Linked DNA regions of Astyanax mexicanus: region 1 is linked to region 2. A link is a contact called in public Hi-C data. All regions are on one chromosome and are shown on one strand. The core of a region is the stretch at or near the end of the contact, and the rest is flanking DNA. Distances in the headings are between cores, read along the strand shown. Region 1 holds the start of bmi1a (bmi1 polycomb ring finger oncogene 1a). Region 2 has its middle 9.2 kb from the start of skida1.

Region 1 (4,059 bases), core at 41-2,540, 120 kb before region 2:
TTAAGTTACTGAATGGATCAATTAGGTAAACAACAACAGCTTGTTAACTCATCATACCCACAAATGAAGACACGTAGACAAGGACTAAAGGTGAACATGAACATTAAAACATTAAATACTAATGAATGCCCACTAACCGACCCAACAAATGACCACAATGAGAAAGTCTCAAAAGTAAACAAGGTGCACTGAGAGAGCACATGAAACCTCACGCACGTGCTGCTGATATTGACAACCTTATCAAACATCAAACTCCTACAGCCCCCAAAGCACGCACACTAAAATGAACATCACCTACATATTTAACATACATGACTAATTAGCTATTCGTATTTTTAACGTCACCACGGATCTAAACAAATAAACGAGCACTTTCGCTTGAGCGCCCGTCCAGCAGCCCTGCAGCTGAATTTAAGTTAATCTAACACGAAAAACGTGTTCTTTCCGCGCTATACACACACCGCCGACTTCGGAACACTTAAAAGATTTCACATCTATAAAATGGGGAAACACAATAATCAAGGAATAAGCACAATATACATTTGATCAGTAGCTTTCGCTCACATTTGACCCGATCTGACCAGCACGATAACAACGTGTCAGTGCAACCCAATCACGCAAAAATCAGCGCGAGACGACTTTACCACAAACAGAAAGAACAAAAACAGTGCGATATGAAACAAATCACAATCCATAGTCTCCATCGCCGTGCGGAACACACACTCGTGCTTAAAGCGCACACGCGCATACACACAAACACAATGCGTTAAAAGCCGCGCTCCCCGAGTCCTACAGCACGCGGACAGAAACGGACACGACTGTACGGCGCAAAAACAACAACAGAAAGGACACACACCTGGCAACTGCGCCGCGGATCCTGGAGAGCGAGGCGAGTTTTTAGACCACGAAAGTTGCAGAAGGGAGGGAGGGAAGGAGGGAGGGGAAGAGGAGGAGGAGAAGAGGAGGAGGGGGAGAAAAGTCGATCAGCAGCAAACGAGTGCAAGCCGAGCGGCCATCTTGAAAACGGAACTGCTGCAGACGCTGTCAATCGCAATAAGAGCAGCAACGGCGCATTTCAGAATAACAGGAATCCAGAGAACGCCTCGTGCTGCCTTACACCGGGCCCGCGCCTTTGTCCCCCTGTGGAAAAAGCTCGCAGTGGTTCAGGTCTCGAGCTTGAGCGCGTAGAACAGAGCGGTATGGAAGACGGCCGTTTTTCTCGCGGCCAGATTCCCCCCTCTACGGTCTCGGCGCTGATGTCTCGGTGCAAACTGACACCGTCCCCCAAAATGGCTTGCAGTCCGCCCGCCCCGCGCATCACGTGGTGCCGCTCCTTAAGGGCGGCCTGGGAATATGTGTCGGTGTATTGGGGCACCAAGAAATTGGATGGAAAACGTCAGCGCCGACTGAGAAATGCATGCGCGATACAATTCTTACGTAGGGGTTTATGATTAGTAAAATTATTGTTTGCGATATATACCAATGTCTGCCTTCTACTAAGCTTGTATTTGTTTGTCGATGTATTTTTGTTTCTTCCCTACACTGTCAAAAATATTTTTTTTATCAAAGACCTTTATCAAATTTTTTTATTTTATTTGTATCAATGCGAGGTCTTTTTGATTCTACATAGAACCTTTTTTTTAAAGAAACGGTGTGTTAGAGACTATCCAGAGGAGAACCCTTTTTTTAAAACTCAATTTTAAATTTAAATAGAACTGCCGAGGTTCTACGTGGAACCTTGCTGTTAATAAAGAAACCGTAAACAGCTTTAAAATGTTATATAACGTGACAATAGCAATACCAATAGTCCTGTGGATGCTACCATTGAAGAACAAAATATAAAATAGATTAATCGTCATAGAACATTTTGAAGATCAAATGAGACTGGCATGGTTCCATATAAAACCGTTACCGTTACTATAGAAACCGTTAAGAGCTCTTTAGGGGTGTCTAGTTCAATGACGGTATTTGGGGTAACAATGCCGGAGTTATTTAGGTGCTCCATAAATGAATTCTCAATCTTTGTTTTTTTTTTAAAGAACTATACTGTACAGCCAGCATCGGAACCCCTTAAAGTGTTCTGTGGCTCTGTGAGTTCTAAGTAGAACCATTACCATTGCAAATTGTTAGGTAGCACTCGGAAGTTTGCGTTTGTCCCTCGTTAAAAACTCATGTAGACGTGGAGATGTTGCGTATGAAGCGCTGACACTCCCCATGACAACCCGTTTTCATGTATTAAATTATATATTATGCGTAAAGCGATCACCGAACAAGTGATACCACTGGCCGTTGTTTTGTTTTTTTATCTACTAAACTTTATAACGTCACCACTCACACACATATTCTCTGCTTATTTGATATTGTAACTGCTTTCATAGAAATATTCTCATTGAATCAACAGTTTTTTTGTATATCAGTCTTCACTGATTCTCGCGCACGTCTGTTCCGATCTAGACATTCAGCCTGTTTTGAAACCTTCAATAGAGCCCAATACAGTCCGCAGACCTTATAAGAAGTCGGTTCTTAAAACATGACGTACAGTATTACGCACCCATTAATACATTTACATACATACATTTATTGCAATCACGCACACTTTCTTTCACATTGTTTTCACAAATAACAACACAAAGACAATTGTTTATTTTGTTTTATTTTATATGAAAACACAAACATTTAAAGAGCAGAAGTGAAAATCCCAAGCCCTTCATGCCATCTCCGCTGGGACCGAAGAGTGGGGAGGGGGCGTCCCCGCCGGGGTGAAGGGCTTACAGTTGGGTGGCCCTCTCCACGCTCTTCGCTGCGTCCTTCAACTTTCCCACTAAATCCTAAACGACGTTGAAATCACAATAAAGTTAACTCTCAGGATACCTATCTCTCACATATTATGTCAAGTAAATCATAGCAAATCACTATTCAACATGGATTGACACCGACAACAAACAATTTAAGTAGCCTGCTTTCTACCTTGCATTTTTGTTTCTCCTAACAAACAAAACAGTTAAATAGATATGTCAAGGCAAAAGTTGCTGTACAGATACGTAAAAAATGAGTTTCAGCTTGTTTGAACAATCTCGTTTGAAGTTCTCCCGTGTAACTGTTTCTATAGGGCACTCATCACGGATTCGTTACGTTTTGCATTACGATGATGCAATAGAAAAAAAAACTTTTAAACAATTTTCTAAACAGCATTATCAAATACATTTTAAGAACCAACGTTAGTTGTTGTAAAATCACGTAGCTTGTGAAAAGTGTGTATAACAAGCCATTAAGAACACATTTATAAAGTTTTGATATCAATTTAGCTTAATTCACCCCCGTTTCGGATTTGCTTTCGAGATGCTGGTGAAATAACCTTGTCCACACTGTGTACTCCGTACAAAATATTTAATAGCTTCAACAGTCATATAACAAAAGTTCATAAAACAAACATTTCACAAAACGCGTATCTTATATTTGTGGGGGGTTTATTGGACTGTATGGCAGCAGTCAATTCGCAGCAGTCAGCCTTAAAAGTATACCGTTCGATGGCAGTGTTAACTTATGCTTTACTTAAGCCGATGTAGAGGTTCCACTAGCGTCATGAAAAGGCAAGTAAAATGAAATTCTTCATTGTGACATATTTAATTAATTCCCAAAACCTTTGCTGTGATCAAAAGCAGGTGGATTTTCTGCAGCACTGCACACAAACGTTTAATTTACAGTAGTTCCAAAAAAGCCGACAAATTCAAAAGAACCTTAGTCTCCTGACCTGCAAGAGCAGTGTAAAATACGGGTGTTCACTACAGTTTGGGAACAAATGTGATAGTGAAATGGTGAATCTTACATTTTTTGTACAGTTAATTTACCTTGTGATAAATCCTCCACAAACACTTTATTTAAGCCACACAAATAAACCATGATTCATTTTAATCATTTTAAATAAGTACCTGAAGTTGCTCCAATGTGCAACTAAAATTTACTTCTGAAGAGGTCCCCTCACGTTCACCATTCTGTAAAACAGCAACTTCATTTTTTAATAAAGCAATAGATACATGTAAACAAATAGTTTAGCTTTAT
Region 2 (4,149 bases), core at 1,237-3,736:
TTATTATCAAGATGAATTAAAAACCCGTAGGATGCTAAATATCTTAGGCGTCTAGAATGAGCTGGCTCAGGGAAACTGGTGTAGTGTTAAGATCTCTCTGCATGTCCTTCAGCAGAACTTTCCATCCACACTAGTGTACTACAGTAAAGCACAGCTGGAGTGTCTCCTAAAATAGTAATGATTTAAATCATTAAACGCACAAACAGTTGTGGGTTTCTCTCAGAAAAGCGGTACCTATTCTGAACGAGCTTTGTTTGGCTAGAAAGGGGGCAGAGGGCTTAGGGGGTTCCAAACAATGCCATATCTCAATCCGTTCAGTTTGATTGACACGGAGCTCCTCGTGGTGCTCAGGGCTAAAGGGCCTTGGGGGTGAATGAACACAACACGCATCCTGAACGGATATTTTGTCCTCAAATAGAGGGGAAAATGCCCCTCTCTCTCTTTCACAGACCAGCCCCCCCCCCCCCCCCCCCTACATACCCATCCACCAATAATGACCAAACGGGCGACCTATAGTCAATGTTTCTACAGTTCAATACAAAGTGAACAGAACCAAAATTAGCCCAACACAAAACAAACGAATCATATATATTTTTTCTTAGTGTGGATGCGGAGTATCAAGGAAAATAAACTAGTTTGTATGAGTACATTGCATTTGGGCTCTTTAAAGTTCTGCACACTTGCACATCTCATTTACCCAAAAAAGTCTCTTTAAAGAAGCTTTATTGTTTTAAGTGTAAACGATCAAAATACTTCTGACCTTTAGCACAACTTCACAGACTGTAAGGCATCAGACCTGTACATTTACTATAAAATAAATAAATGACATAAGATGATAATTAAGATATACTGATGCAGGTGTCAGTAACATACTTTCAATAAGCATACAGATAAATAAGGGATGGCTCAATTTAAATCACACATCAGAGAGCCTTGAATTCGTCCAAGAAAGACGTTTTCTTCAAAAGGTGGTTTTGTACAGTCGTTCAGCTTGGACAATCGCACATTCCTGTGCATAACTGATTTATTTTAAGCAGGATAAATTGTAATTTACAGTGACGAAAATCGAGGGAAGTTCTCCCCGTATAGATGATGCACATTTGGTATACTGGCAAACTGTACCAACAGAGCCAATTGCCCATTCACGTGTCATTTACACTAACCACTTTATGGGTTAAACTATATCTAAAGTAAAGAAAGTCTGCTGATGTAAAATTTTGTTAAAACTAAAATATCCGTGTTTAAAACAGGTGACCATGTTTTTCTCCCTGGCCAAAATCACCAATAAACCAATAAAAAACGCAGACTTAAAGGAAGCACTGCCCATTTATAAACTTACCTGTCAGAATGGTCTGAAAAGTGTTCAGTGAAAATGTAGCGTAGCAACGACTGCAGTAAAAAGTACCTTTATAAAAACATCTAGAACTAAAAGTAGTATTTCTACTTCATCTGAAACTGCACTAGAATAAAAAGTGCATGGGGCTTTATTCCTCTCTTTCTGAATCACTTAAGTTTAACTTGAGAGATGTGGTCAACCACAATGTAGTCAAGATGCAGTCACGCACATAACAAAAGATAAATAAATAGAAAAACAGAAATGGAGCGAGGAAACAAATGTCATTGAATGAACAAGTCATACACCAGCTAAACCAGAGAAGCAAACCAGTTATAAAAAATCTCAGGGAAACACAACTCCATCAACATTTTTTACATAGTCACACTTAATACTACTTTAGTACTACGTCTGTCAACCATTAAAAACCACTGGTTTCCACGTTTTTTATATTTGTATAATTGATCAAAACTGATGAACCTTGAAAGTGATTTTTTGTTCGTTAGAAAAGTAAGTGTATGTTTCAACACACACTATTATAATCTATTTTTATTTTTTCAATTTAGATTTGTTTTAGGAGGGTTTTTTAAAGATATTCCTAGAGAATATAAAACATACCTTGGGTTTTAACAAGCCAAACTGGAGATAACTGCGTCCAAAAAAGTGAAGAGGGGATAAAAACAGTCTTTAGTTACCGCTAAGCAATGTAAATAATGAAAACCACATACTGAACCAAAACAGACAAAAGAAAACGCATTAGGAATTTGCTTCTCGCTAAATTAGAGCAAATGTTGTTTAGAAGACAAGAAAATCTGAGGCGGGTTGGAAATAATTGCAAGGCGAATGCGAATATCTGCTATTGCTATTTTATGCCTTCTCTTTTTGGCCTTCGCTCAAAACGGATTCAAAATTGCTTCTATAGAATGCTGAATACGACGTTATAAACTTTAAAAATGTGCAAAAAACAGCTTTATAATCGGAATATTATATTTAAATTGGCCTTTTGGCTCCGTCGGTGTTCGATTGAAACAAGTGAAAAAACGGCATGTGACTGTTTTCGGATTTATTATTTAAGAACTGTTTTAAAACAAACCACTTGATTCGAGCTCTGCGGTTTGTTCAGGTCGGTTCGCGAACAGCTCAACGCTGTCGGTTCCGCTGTAACCCAAAACACTTCGTTTTTTCCTTTCCAAGGACAAAGAACGGGCTGTGGGAAAGACTCCAACAGCGCCAATGCACACCTTATCGGCTTTAAACAGAATTTTAGTGGTTTATTTTTCTACATCCTGTTTTTATCCTTCAAAATCATTCAAACAGGAGGTAAGTACTGTTCATGGTTGTGTTTTAAAGCCCAACGAAATTGGAAAATAGATCCCCGGCGTCAGCGGAGCAAAGCCGTGGAAAAATGTGAGGCCAGAATGGACAACTTGTGGTGCAAAAAATGTTTTAAATATGTCAGGCGGCTCTTGGGTCATCTACTGGACCTGAAGACCACCTCAGTTGACGGTGGTGGTGTTTTAATAAGAATAAACTGCCAGTCGCGGACACTGACAGCTCTTTGGTAAAGAGAAATTGTGGCGCACTGCCAGGTGGAAATTTCACGGACTCGTAGCGCCCCCTATGCAAAGAGTGAAAATATTGCAGCTTCCTCTTAAAGGGGAGGGCTACATGATTTAAGGTGGACTGGTTTAGTTGCACACTGCGGCTTAAGCCACTTGACAAGCCGCTCTAAAATTATTTTCACTTTTATACTACCCTTCGCCCTTTTTCGATCTGAGTCAACAATGGATTTTTTACACTATAATTATGTTTTTAACCCAAGTAAACCAATCTCTGCGGTTTGTATTATTTTTTAAGCGCTACAAAGATTAAAGTAATCAAATAAAATAAATAAAGCTAGAAAAATATTGTTTACAGACAGGCGGTTTAAATTCGCTTTTTTCATATAAAAACTCTTCATTTTTTAGTTGTAGTTTAAACATACAAGAGATAACCCACATTCTAGCTAGAGACTGCCTGGGGAGGCTCAGGTAGTGAAGCGGGATAAACCCCTGTGCCTCTTTGCTCAATGTCGAACCATAACGAATGTTTTATTATAGTGAACGCCTAAATTACAAGTGGAATACATTTATTAGGTGAGTCCACAAATAACCTAAACCTACAACCTAAAATAAAATACAAAGTGGTACGGAATGCTTTCTGCTTAAGGCAACGGTATGTTTATATTTCATGTAGACAAATTCTATGGCATGTTTTGTTTACCAAGCCTTCAACGAGGCATTTTCGGCATATGAGGAGAAAGAACAATTCAAGGCGTACTCTCAATATTCTCAAAAATCTCACTTTCTAAACTGAACAGTCTTCTCTAAGCTCTTGAATGGTTTCAAGATTAAGTGGTGTGAAAAAGTGTGTGAAAAAGTAAACTTTCAGAGACAAGGGAAACTTGTAGCAAAGGCTGTGTCCCAAACTGCATACGGACAGGTATGGTATGCACAAACATATATGTGAATTTATTAGTGTTAAGTAAGAGTTTGAATTCAGGTGCAGATGCATGCTATACAGCTAATAAAATAAATGAAATATAAGAAAATAGATTTCCGTTTCTCTATATCTATGCCTATACCTTACCTTTGTAGTACAAAGCTGCATTTTAGGACAGGTTCGAATCATAAACCCAGGAACGGTCTACTTGAGTGAGTTTCGTCTCCTCTTCTGCTACAGGAACGTACCTTGTCGGTTTTTTTCGACAGTGACGAATATTTTATATTTTACACAATCCTCGCGTGTCGTGCAGAAACATTTCTTCATGGAGAAAT

The links. A called contact is a pair of places that touch in the nucleus more often than the background predicts.
Region 1: a contact with region 2 is called in a Hi-C map of muscle, with 15 times the contacts expected there. The contact joins the promoter of bmi1a here to the enhancer-like site in region 2. A contact is called at or near these places in 3 of 3 Hi-C or Micro-C datasets (blood and muscle).

What each region holds. Positions count from the first base shown.
Region 1 is chr1:92,361,448-92,365,506 of AstMex3_surface, reverse strand. It overlaps bmi1a (bmi1 polycomb ring finger oncogene 1a), which reads right to left and starts at 1,290. Exons shown (of 10, transcript XM_007254782.4): 1 at 857-1,290. It overlaps commd3 (COMM domain containing 3), which reads right to left. Exons shown (of 8, transcript XM_015607249.3): 7 at 3,930-4,006; 8 at 2,637-2,828. The coding sequence ends at 3,959.
Region 2 is chr1:92,237,583-92,241,731 of AstMex3_surface, reverse strand. No RefSeq gene overlaps it. Among protein-coding and RNA genes, the nearest start is that of skida1, 9.2 kb to the left of the region's middle. Within about 2 kb of position 2,486, the one cell type or tissue checked has an H3K27ac peak away from gene starts, as active enhancers do.